Regions from separate parts of the Mus musculus genome. Here region 2 is linked to region 1. A link is a contact called in public Hi-C data. All regions are on one chromosome and are shown on one strand. The core of a region is the stretch at or near the end of the contact, and the rest is flanking DNA. Distances in the headings are between cores, read along the strand shown.

The links. A called contact is a pair of places that touch in the nucleus more often than the background predicts.
Region 2: a contact with region 1 is called in a Hi-C map of CD8 T cells, with 3 times the contacts expected there. The contact joins two enhancer-like sites. A contact is called at or near these places in 39 of 484 Hi-C or Micro-C datasets (the 63-12 cell line, the AtT-20 cell line, the C10 cell line and 13 more), 7 of 115 datasets of contacts at active chromatin or transcription factors (DN3 thymocytes, T-cell acute lymphoblastic leukemia, Th17 cells and 4 more) and 1 of 9 other capture datasets (embryonic stem cells).

Annotation. Positions count from the first base shown.
Region 1 is chr9:115,608,711-115,613,945 of GRCm38.p6, forward strand. No RefSeq gene overlaps it. Among named protein-coding and RNA genes, the nearest start is that of Gm39448, 48 kb to the right of the region's middle. Within about 2 kb of position 3,036, at least 75 of the 459 cell types and tissues checked have an H3K27ac peak or open chromatin away from gene starts, as enhancers often do. A contact at or near this core is called in CD8 T cells, DN3 thymocytes and thymic regulatory T cells, where this site is marked.
Region 2 is chr9:115,701,493-115,706,727 of GRCm38.p6, forward strand. No RefSeq gene overlaps it. Among named protein-coding and RNA genes, the nearest start is that of D330037F02Rik, 38 kb to the left of the region's middle. Within about 2 kb of position 2,984, at least 20 of the 459 cell types and tissues checked have an H3K27ac peak or open chromatin away from gene starts, as enhancers often do. A contact at or near this core is called in CD8 T cells, DN3 thymocytes and thymic regulatory T cells, where this site is marked.

The DNA of each region.
Region 1 (5,235 bases), core at 1,786-4,285:
GCCAGCTGGGGCTCTGGATCACAGAAGGTTTTCTAAGGGAGAGGAGAAACCCTGCCTCCTCCGGTTTTGGTGAATGTTGGGTGTACTTTCCACGAGGTACCTCAGGGTTTCCAGAGGTAGGATTGTCAGCCCATGGGGCAGTCCCCAAAGGTTAGATTTAGAGTCTGGATGCGGGCCAGGACAGCCTTATTGGCTAGGCCCAGAAGTACCAGAAGAGAATGAGGTCCCCCGTGGAAGGGCATACCAGGTTGAGCTATACTAGTTGTAAGTTTCTGGGTGTGCAGGATGGAGGATGCTCACTCTGGCCTGCTTCCCCACTGGCATGGAGATACACATGCCTCTTCTTTCTAGAACCTGCACCCCTTCCAGCTGGTCATCTGAGAAGCTGAGAGTTTAGCAGCAAGAGGAAACAGAAACCAGAGATAGAGTCTGCCAGGTGGGGCCGTAGGTGTTGGGTAGAGATACTGTCTAGCAACTTGGGACTGACTGGCAACTCTGGAAAGCTGAGATCTACAGGATGACTTTATCCCTGAATCCAATGGAATTATGGGCAAAGAACATGGCTAACGTACATCTAATCCTCCTCCCCCACTACAATGTAGAATTCCCTTCAAAGCTTCATGTGGTGACCAGAGGCCTACTACTCCCACAGATGACCATAACCACTTCCTGTTCTGCATATTTATTTTATTGAATTCCCTCTAATTAATTTTCTAGAGACAACTCTTCTCTTACCTTCCATTTGACTGGTCTTAGTATCTCAAATGCATGTATGATGGTTATCTCTAATAGTATGTTTGACACAACCTAGAACTCTCGTGTCGTGTCATGGATTGGGGAAGAGTAGAGAGAGCAAGCTGAGGACTAGGCATGCTTGGGTTTTGTTTCTCTTTATTTTTGACTGTGCATGTAGCTAGCTACTTTGAGTTCCTGTCTCCGTGACTTTCCCGCAGTGATGGACCACACTATGGAATTGTAAGGTATAATAATTCCTTTCCTCCTGTAAGTTGCTTTTGACAAGGATATTCATCACAGTAACAAAATTGAAGTAGACAACATGACACCCTTCCCACACTCTCATTTAGCATGTTGATAACATGGCTTTTGTCTTTGGCCTGTCTTCCTGGTCCCTGGCTTCACTTAGCTTGCACAGATCTCAAAGTCTACTAGTCCTGGTTTGTCTGCCCCCAGACAGAATTGGCATAGTCACTTCTTGTCTTTTGAATAAGAAATGTCTCCCACAGGCTCATGGGTGCATTTGAATATTTGGTGGTTCCTAGTTGGTATTGCTGTTTCAAGGTTGTAGAGTGTTTAGGAATGGAAGCCTCCGTGGAGGAAGTGTGTCTCTGGAGGTGGGCCTTGAGGTTTTACAGACTGGTTCCACTTCCTGTCTGCATTATTTCTTGACCTTTTAAGATGCCTGCAGTGTCTGCTGCATGCTTCCCCCATCCTGAAGTCCTCGGTGCCTTTGTTGCTGTGATGGAACGTGCTCTCTCCTGTGAGCCAAAGCAGATTTTTCCTGTGGTTACAACAATGAGATCAGAAACGGCAACAGGACACAGACTCTACCAGCCGCTCCCCAGTCTGGTCCTTCAATCCTTCCAGGTGTTTACGAGAAACCATTTTATTTTCGTACCAGCATTTCCTTTCTATTACATGTCTTCAGTTGTAAGTGTGCACACATGTGAGCACATGCATGTGGGTGCCTATCATGGTGAGCATATGGAGGTCAGAGGATAGGTTGCGGGGCTTATGTCTTCCCCTTCTGCCATGTGGGTGCTGGGGATGGAACAAAGGTTGTAGGTTGATGTTGGGATGCTTTGACTTAATCGGGGATCTGTGTGCCTATACACTAAAGGTCCTTGTCCCCAATTGGTTTTTGATCAGTCAATAAAGAGTCAGTAGCCAATGGCTGGGCAGAAAGGCTAGGAGAGAGGAGGGAGCAGAGGGAGATTTTCCATGTTCAAGAGGGAGACAGAAGGGATGTTGGAGCTTCAGGAGAGAAAGCCAACCAACCGTGTCATATCTCAGATAAGTGGCCACTGGCCGCTTCCTTGATTAGGCCTGAGGTACAAGGCAAGAGGCTAACAAGTGTCCAACCATTGAGCTAGCAAGGCACATTAAAAATAAGCTAATATGTGTTGTCTTTTATCCGAGTATCCAAAGTTTCCCTGGGTGGGTGGCTGGAAGTGCAGCCTGCCCAGGAGCATAAAGCGGGGTAGATAAGACCACAAGCTACAAAAAAAAAAAAAAAAAAGACCACAAGCTACAATAGGTCGTCAGACTTGGAGGCAAGCACTTTTACCTGTTGAGCAATATCATCACCCAGGCAACAGTAAATCTTTACCAGCCCTCTCCCTATTTGCAACCAACCCCCACCCCCTGATTCTCGGCTTTCTGAGGCTCAGGATAACCTTATTTTGTTTTCCTGGTTACCTTCTAGTTCTAGAACATTATATTAATTTTGCATTTGTTATATATATATAAGATTTCTCTTAAATGGATTTAAATAAAAATGCAAGTCAATTAAAAGCAAAATGTTAAGTACATTCAAAGGTGATACTTTTTTTAAAACTGTGTCAATCATTGGAGTTATTCTAGGTTAGTATCAACCATTCTGCTTAGAAGCTAACCTCTAGCCCAACATTCCCTTAGGGACTCTGTGACAGACTGTCCTGGGAAGGAAGACATCATCTTGGTAGGAAGAGCCTCTTCCTCTTGTTCTCGCTCTCTCTGAACTGACAACTTTCATACAGAAACAAGACTGTGAGGAGCAGAATATGAGGGAGGCTGGGCTGTGAGACCAAATCCCACATTTACTGCCTTATTCATCCATGTCACGGCCAAACCCTGGCAAGTTACAAGAAGAGGAGAGGCAGAGGCACACCTATTCAGGAGGTGGTTGAAGGCAGAAGGTACACTGGCCCCTAGAAAGCTTCAAAGAGGCTCCGAGAGCCTTTTATGCTTGGGAGTCAGTGTTTACCTGGGCAGAATCTGGATGTGGTCAATCTCTAAGCAGCCAGTCCTTGAGGCTGTGTTTGGATGCTGTCTTGAGGGAGTAGCCCGTGTCAGTCTCTGCACCTTTTTATGCCAGCATGTGACATTCAAGGGGACAAAAAGTTTTCCATAGTGGCTTTGTTCTTTATGTTATTACATCCGCCATTGACTTCATTGGCTGGCATTTAAAAGAGGAAGCTCTTTAAACTAAGCTGTCACGCTTGTGGTTTTAGAGGTTGGCACAGCAGACAGGTGTGGAAGAAAACTCTGTATGAAGCAGGCAGATGCAATTCTTCTAACAATTTACCCACCTCTAGGAAAAATGTCCTCGTGGACCCAAAGCATCATGGGAGTTTGCCCAGCAAACTCATAGTCTCGCCATGTTTCTGGCCTGTGTGGTAAGCAGCATGGGGGATGTCATTGGAGAGAAGGAGCTTGTAGAACTTTCTGGGTCTACCTCATGTGTTCGCCTTTCTTAATTAGTCACAAGTGTCATCTCATTTCAGTCCTTACTCAAAACTTCTGGTCTAAGCCAGTTTAATGCAGCGCTGTTCTTAATCCTCATTGCCAACAGGGTGGGAGTTAGGATCACCATGGGACATCCTCCATCTTATCTATGAGGGGGTTTCTGGATTGGATTAGTTGAGGCATAAATGCCTACTCTTAACTGTGGGTGGCACTATGTCATACAGTGGCACCCTGAACTGAATTAAAAGGAAAAACTGAGCTGAGCACTGGTGTCCCCATCTCTGTGCTTCCGATTCAATACAATATGACACACTGCCTCACACTCCTGGCTCTATAGCTCACTCACCTCAGACCAGGGGCAGAATAAACCCTTCATTTCTTTAGTTGCCTTTGTCACGGCATCAAGGAAATCCATCTGACTGTTTCCTTACACATGTTTAGCCTAGACAATCCAAAATGGACCCAAGGGCAGGGCAGAAGCTCACAGTAGCACACATATGGGTAATAGTACTGATTCTCACAGTGGACACTTTCCTCAAACTGAAAGGCAGGCTTTGGTGATCTCCATATCTGCCCATCTGCATCTGCTCTAAACACAGATAGGCCACGCCCTTTTCTTTGTTTCTCTGTGTTGCAGGAAGCTGCATTCTCTAGCATCCCTGGTCAACAGCTTTCTGGTTGACTTCAGCCAGAAGTACCAGTGTGAAATTATGGTCAAGAGAGTAAGAACCTTCACTCCCCTTTCTTAATTAGCCAGTTACACCATATTCCCTCTCCCTCCAGGGCAGGTAGTGGCCACGTCCTGCCTCCTGCTTCTTCTCTATGTTCTTTGCTGTGTTCTGTTAACCTCCTATACTCTAACGACTCTGAGGTAACCAATCTTGATAACGAGCTCCCCACCCCCACGCCCTTACAGTGGCCTAGATAGCTGCAGGTTTCCTGGTCAGGCCTGTCTGATATGCCGTGACAGAGGTTAGTAGGTCTCCCCTATAAAAGGGCCATAGGAAAAGTGTTTATATCTAAACACTTAGGCTTCCTTGGCCAGCGGCCAAAATAGAAGAATTTATTGGATGGTATTTAATGAACAAAGACAAAAAGAAATAAATGTCCACAAGTTATTTTAGCCCATGGGCCCTACTAAGATAGGTGTGAATCAGATTTAGTCGGCCAGGAAGACTATAGGACAGCACCGTCTGAGAGACCAGCATCCAAGCGGGAGTGGGTGGTGACTTGAAGGTGCAATACTACAAGACAAGATAGAGTGCTCGTCACTCTCCAGAAATATCAGCCTGGTCATGTGACCATCCTGACTGGAGTGGAGATAGCCTAAGGAGATACTTGTGCCCCTAGTTTTTGTTATCAGGCTGTCGAGGCAATGGACCTAAGGATTCAAGATTTCTGCAGAAGTCTCATATCAGAAGGAAATGTCCAAGATCTGGCGCCAGTTGGAGGACAACTTGTCTCCTAGTATGAGACTGCAAGCAGCTCTGATTTGTTAGAATACCTTGTGGGATAGACTGGGTATGGTGGGCAGGACCAGATCCGGACCAGGTCTGCTTTCTTGCCCTGTATTTAAACATAAATCTCATGTTAGGACCCCACCACCATCAAAGATGGATTCTGGGGTCACTGGACCTCTTTTGTTTCTCTTCTCACTGTGGTCACATCAAGTAGATCCACTTCCTCTGTTTCTTGTCTTCCATTGGTGTCTTGAGGGTGGGTGGCCAAGCCTAGCTCATTAGGGCTTCCAGGGTCCAGCCTCTGACCTGA
Region 2 (5,235 bases), core at 1,734-4,233, 93 kb after region 1:
GATGTGAGGTCTTCTTGCTTCTAGATTTTCTTTTCTTTAAGAGGGCTGTCTAGATGCTTTTCTGTTTCTTGTTGCCAGCTACAGTTCCAACTGTAAATATATGCAAAGCACATCACCCTGAGGCCAGCCTAAGTGGGCCACTGCTGCAGTGGATAACCGCAGCAGCCTCTCCAGACGGTGGCTGGTGTGAACTTGACTATGCTCAGCAAAACCTACTGGGTGGATACATAGATGGTTTACTTCAGTTCTTTTACAGGGCCAGGTCCTCTTTCCTGGGATGAAGGTTAGAGTCCCAGCTGAGAGAAACTGAGAATCCTACAAGAGCAGAGACCACCAGAGCTGAGCAGTAAGACATGGGCCCACGTTCCCAGCATTGTCGAACTGGAGGCCAGAAAATCAGGAGTTCAAGGTCATCCTTGGCTACACTATGAATTTGAGGCCAGTCTGGGCTGCACGAGTCTGTTTCAATAAACAGGGGCCTAAGGACAGAATGACACATGATACTTTCAGTTTCTCCCCCCCCCCAAGCAAAGTTGCAGCCTATGGAACATGTTTGAGCATCTATAAATGGGCCCGGAGAACACCGATAGGAAATTGTGATTGGTTAAACCACCCCACCCCCAGGATATTTAATATTGGTCCCGAGGCTTTGAGAGAACAACTTGAATAAAACTCAGTGGGGGTGAGGGGCAGGGAATGGGGCTTACTGTTCCCTCACGTGTAATCAATGGTGCAGCTCCCGTGAGTGAGAGTTTACATGCAGAGCTGCGGCGGAGGACTTCGCTGTATTTTCTGGGTGAGAAATGGCTGTGCTCATCCCGTCCAGTGGAAAAGGATGATTGTGTGTGTTCTGTTGTCTTCTAATAGTCATTCCGTCAATAAAGCATCATTTCCGTCTTTTGAGGGGAGCTGGAGTGCCGGCATCTATTTCTGAATAAAAGAGGGATGCACAAAAGCTTTCCAGGTAAAAATCCTCCACACACCTAAATATGGAGAGCAGTATTTCCAAATTTATCTTTGTTTAAACATATTCACTTTATATCTCTCTCATGGCCCCCTCCCAGTCACCCTCTCTCACAATCCTTCTCCCATGCCCCCTCCCCTCCTCCTCTGAGTGGGTGGGGGTCCCCCTGTGTATTCCCCCACCCTGGCACATCAAGTCTCTGTGAGGCTAGGTGCATCCTCTCCCACTGAGGCCAGACAAGGCAGCCCAGCTAGAAGAACATATCCCACAGACAGGCAGCAGTTTTTTAGATAGCTCCTGCTCCAGTTGTTTGAGACCCACATGAATACCAAGCTGCATATATGCTGCATATGTATGGGGAGGCCTAGGTCCAGCCTGTCTATGTTCTTTGGTTGGTGGTTCAGTCTCTAAGAGCCCCAAGGGTCCAGGTTAATTGACTCTGTTGGTCTTCCTGTGGAGTTCCTATCTCCGTAGAGGCTGCAATCCTTCCTCCTATTCTCCCCTAAGAGTCTCCAAGCTCCATCCACTGTTTGGCTGTGTGTGCATCTGTCTGAGTCAGCTGCTGGGTGGAGCCTCTCAGTGGACAGCTGTGCTAGATTCCTGTCTACAAGCACAACAGAGTATCATTAATAGTGTCAGGGATTGGTGCTTGCTCTTAAGATAGGTCTCAAGTTGGGCCTGTTATTGGTTGACCACTTCAACCTCTGCTCCATCCTTTGTTCCTGCATTTCTTGTAACTAGATTAAATTTGGGGTTGAAAGTTTTGTGGATGGGTTGTGTCCCTATAGCTCCACTGGATGGAACTTGAGAATATCATCCTGAGTGAGGTGAACCAGACCCTAAAGGACATCAATAGTATGTACTTTACTTATAAGTGGACATTAGCCATAAAGTACAGGATACCCATGCTATACTTCACAGACCCAAGGAAGCTAAACAAAAAGGAAGACTCAAATAAGGATGCTGGAAACTCACTTAGAAGGGGGATAAAATAGTCATAAGAGGCAGATGGAAAGAGGGAACAGTGTGGGAGAGGGAATGGGAAGGGGGATGGGGGGTTGAGATCAGGTGTGGGGTGAGACAGGAGAGATGACCATGAGAAGATCATGAGAATGGATGGAAATCTGCCACTGACAGGGGTGGGGGTGGGAAGCATCTCCAGGGCAAGACAGAGATCTGGGATAAGAGATGAGCCCAAGAATCAATGGGGGGTGACCTTAGCCATGACTCATAGCATTGGGGATATGGAACCTGAAGAGGGTACCTCCTGTAGCCAGGCAGCAACCAAATCTCTCTCTCTATGGACAGTAGCCAACAGAAGACTAGGGCAAAGCTCTGTGCTAGTTAAAAGAAGCAGACGAAATCCTGAATGAGACTGGCCCTCACTTGGCTCCTGCTCACACTGCAGTAGATTGATTTCGAGGACAACAGAAGCCCTCTTTCGGGCAAAGAACCACTGGTGTTCACAGGTGACATCATCGCTCCACCCCTCAAAGGTAGAGTCTGAAGACTGCAGTTCAATCCTTCAACACTCTGTTGAGAGATGCCCCGCCCCCTGCCCTAGATACCTTTGCCACTTCAATCATTCGTGGCTAACAGTGATCTGAACATATTACTCTTGTCTTGACTGTTTCAGGAGAAGGGTAAGAAAAAGACCGCATTCACATAGCATCATCACAGAATGCTATTATAAATGTTTTATTTTATTGCTATTTATTGCTGGTGTCAATCTGTGTCTAATTAAATGCTCTCATTGGTAAATATGTATAGAAAAAAAACCCAATATACACAGGGTTGGGTACTACAGGCAATGGCGTACACTAGAATTGGGGTTCATCCCTCTTATCGATGTGGTGGACTGCTGTATCCAGTCAAGGATATAGTACAGTGAATGGGTACCAGCAGCCAGCTGTTTCCCAGCTCTTGGGATGCTTGCTGTTGGAATCCAGGCTGTAAGGAGGCTCATCTGCCCCTGCCTGGGCTGTGGAGATGCCATCTAGTGGAGTACAGGCGAACTGTTCCCGTCCAGACCTGACCAAATGCCCGATTAGTTAGCAGAACGTGATTGTTGTTTGACAGTGAAGTGTTACTTGAAACGATTATCACGAGTTGGTTTGCTGCTTAGAAACAACCAGCTGCAGTATTGCCCTGAATAGAATATGGAGGAAGGGAAGCCAAGCTAATGTCGATCCCATGGAAAGGCGCTGGGAGAGATTGGAAGACGTCAACCTGTGAAGTGTTTGTCCCACGAGAAGAGTGTGAGCACAATCTCCTGACCTGTGTAAAACATGTCCCTGACCTGTGTAAAACATGTCCCTGACCTGTGTAAAACATGTTCCTGACCTGTGTAAAACATGTTCCTGACCTGTGTAAAACATGTCAATTGTGGTAGCACGTGCTTGCAACCCCAGGGCTGGAGGGGTCGAGACAAGGCAGCTCCCTGGGACTCGCTGGCTGCCAACCCTGGCCTCCCTGGCAAATTCCAGGCAGTTAAGAGACCCTGTCTCCAAGAAAAGAGACTGCGATGGTACCTGAGGAGCAACAGCTAAGGTTGACTTCTGGTTCACACACACATATACACACACACACATGAAAACATACAACATATACACACAGAGGTCTTGGGGACTTCTCTTTGCTCTTGCTTTGACATTATTGGAGGGTGGAAGATGTGTGGCCCACCTGCTCATTGATCCAGGCAACACTCACCTGGATACTAGAGGCCATCCTAGACCAACCGGCCTCCCCTCTCCTGATCACTAATGTATGGGCAAGCTGGTTAGGAACATCAGTCTAACCCAGACTAGAGCATCTTGGGTGTTCATCCAACTGGAATAGTGCTGGTCTCTGTCATTGCTGGGATGTGGAGAGACAAGAGGCAATGCCAGCACGCCCAATTTCTACCGCCTTATAACAAGTTAGGAAAATAACTGTCAAGCATCATGCATGACTGCTAGGGAGCTAGCACTAATGACTCTGACACATGTATAAAGAAAGGTCACATGTTAAGAAAAAATATTTTACGGTAGTACACTTAAGTGATGAATGAAAATAACTATGGACACAAGAGTAACATTTTGAAATAGAAGATATGGGGCAGGAGAGGTGGTGGCTTGGTCAGTAAAGAGTCTGCTGTATAAGCACAAGAGCGAGAGTTAGATCCGCAGAACCCATGTAAACATGATAGTCTCGGAGATGCAGGGAGCTCCGGGGAGATGCACGGAGACACAGCTCCCTGGGACTTGCTCACTGATAGTCTAGACTCTCCAAGTTGATGAGCTCCAAGCCAGCAGGAGAATCTATTTCAAAGGGAAATGTGTGAATGGTACCTTCAGAACAAGCTGGAAGGGACCAGAGGAGACACCCAAGTTTGTCTTCTGATACACATACAAACACGCACGTGTACACTCACAGGAATACACAGAAACCAGAGTACTCTGAAAGCAAGTGATTTAAAGCTTCATGTATTAGACCCAAAGTCTCACGCTGAGAGAAAACAATGACTCCATTGTCGATTGAAATACTTTCCTGGCTGGGCAGAGGAGGCACATGCCTTTAATCCCAGCACTTGGGAGGCAGAGACAGGAGGATTTCTGAGTTCAAGGTTAGTCTGGTCTACAAAGTGAGTTCCAGGACAGCCAGGGCTACACAGAGAAACCCTGACGTGAAAACCCGGAAAATAAAAGAGAAGAAAAGAAAAAAAGAAAAGAAAAGAAAGGAAGTACTTTTTCCTTCTGGCACTGGAAGCTCCTCGGCATGTGGCTGTGTGACTGGACACCGATGTCTGCTGAGCTGCACAGGAAACAGTGAGCACAGATGCTATCCACCTCTTCCACATATCAGTTAACCGTGATCTATCACAGGACGAAACCCACAACAACTGCCTCTCCTTTGTGATTTGAGAAAGAATATGTGCTCTGATGGGTATGACAGAACAGGTGGATCTTGGAAAGTTGTTGGAGGAAATGTAACAGTAATTTTAAAAGCAGTGTTGACAACGTCTGCTCTCTGGCACTTACTGCTCTTCTAAAAGTCAGCACAAGGGGTGCTTCCTGTTATGCGGATCAGAACGCAAACCCTTTCTGATTGGTTTTTCCTAAAAGTTGGTGTGCGTGGAGACTTAGCTATTGTTTATTATTTAATTATTAATTATTAGTAAATTTCCGTTTTCTGAGACAAAGTTTCTTGGTGTAGGTCTGGATGTCCTGGAACTCACTCTGTAGGCTGATCTCAAACTCACAGACATCTGCCTGCCTCTGCCTCCCAAGTAC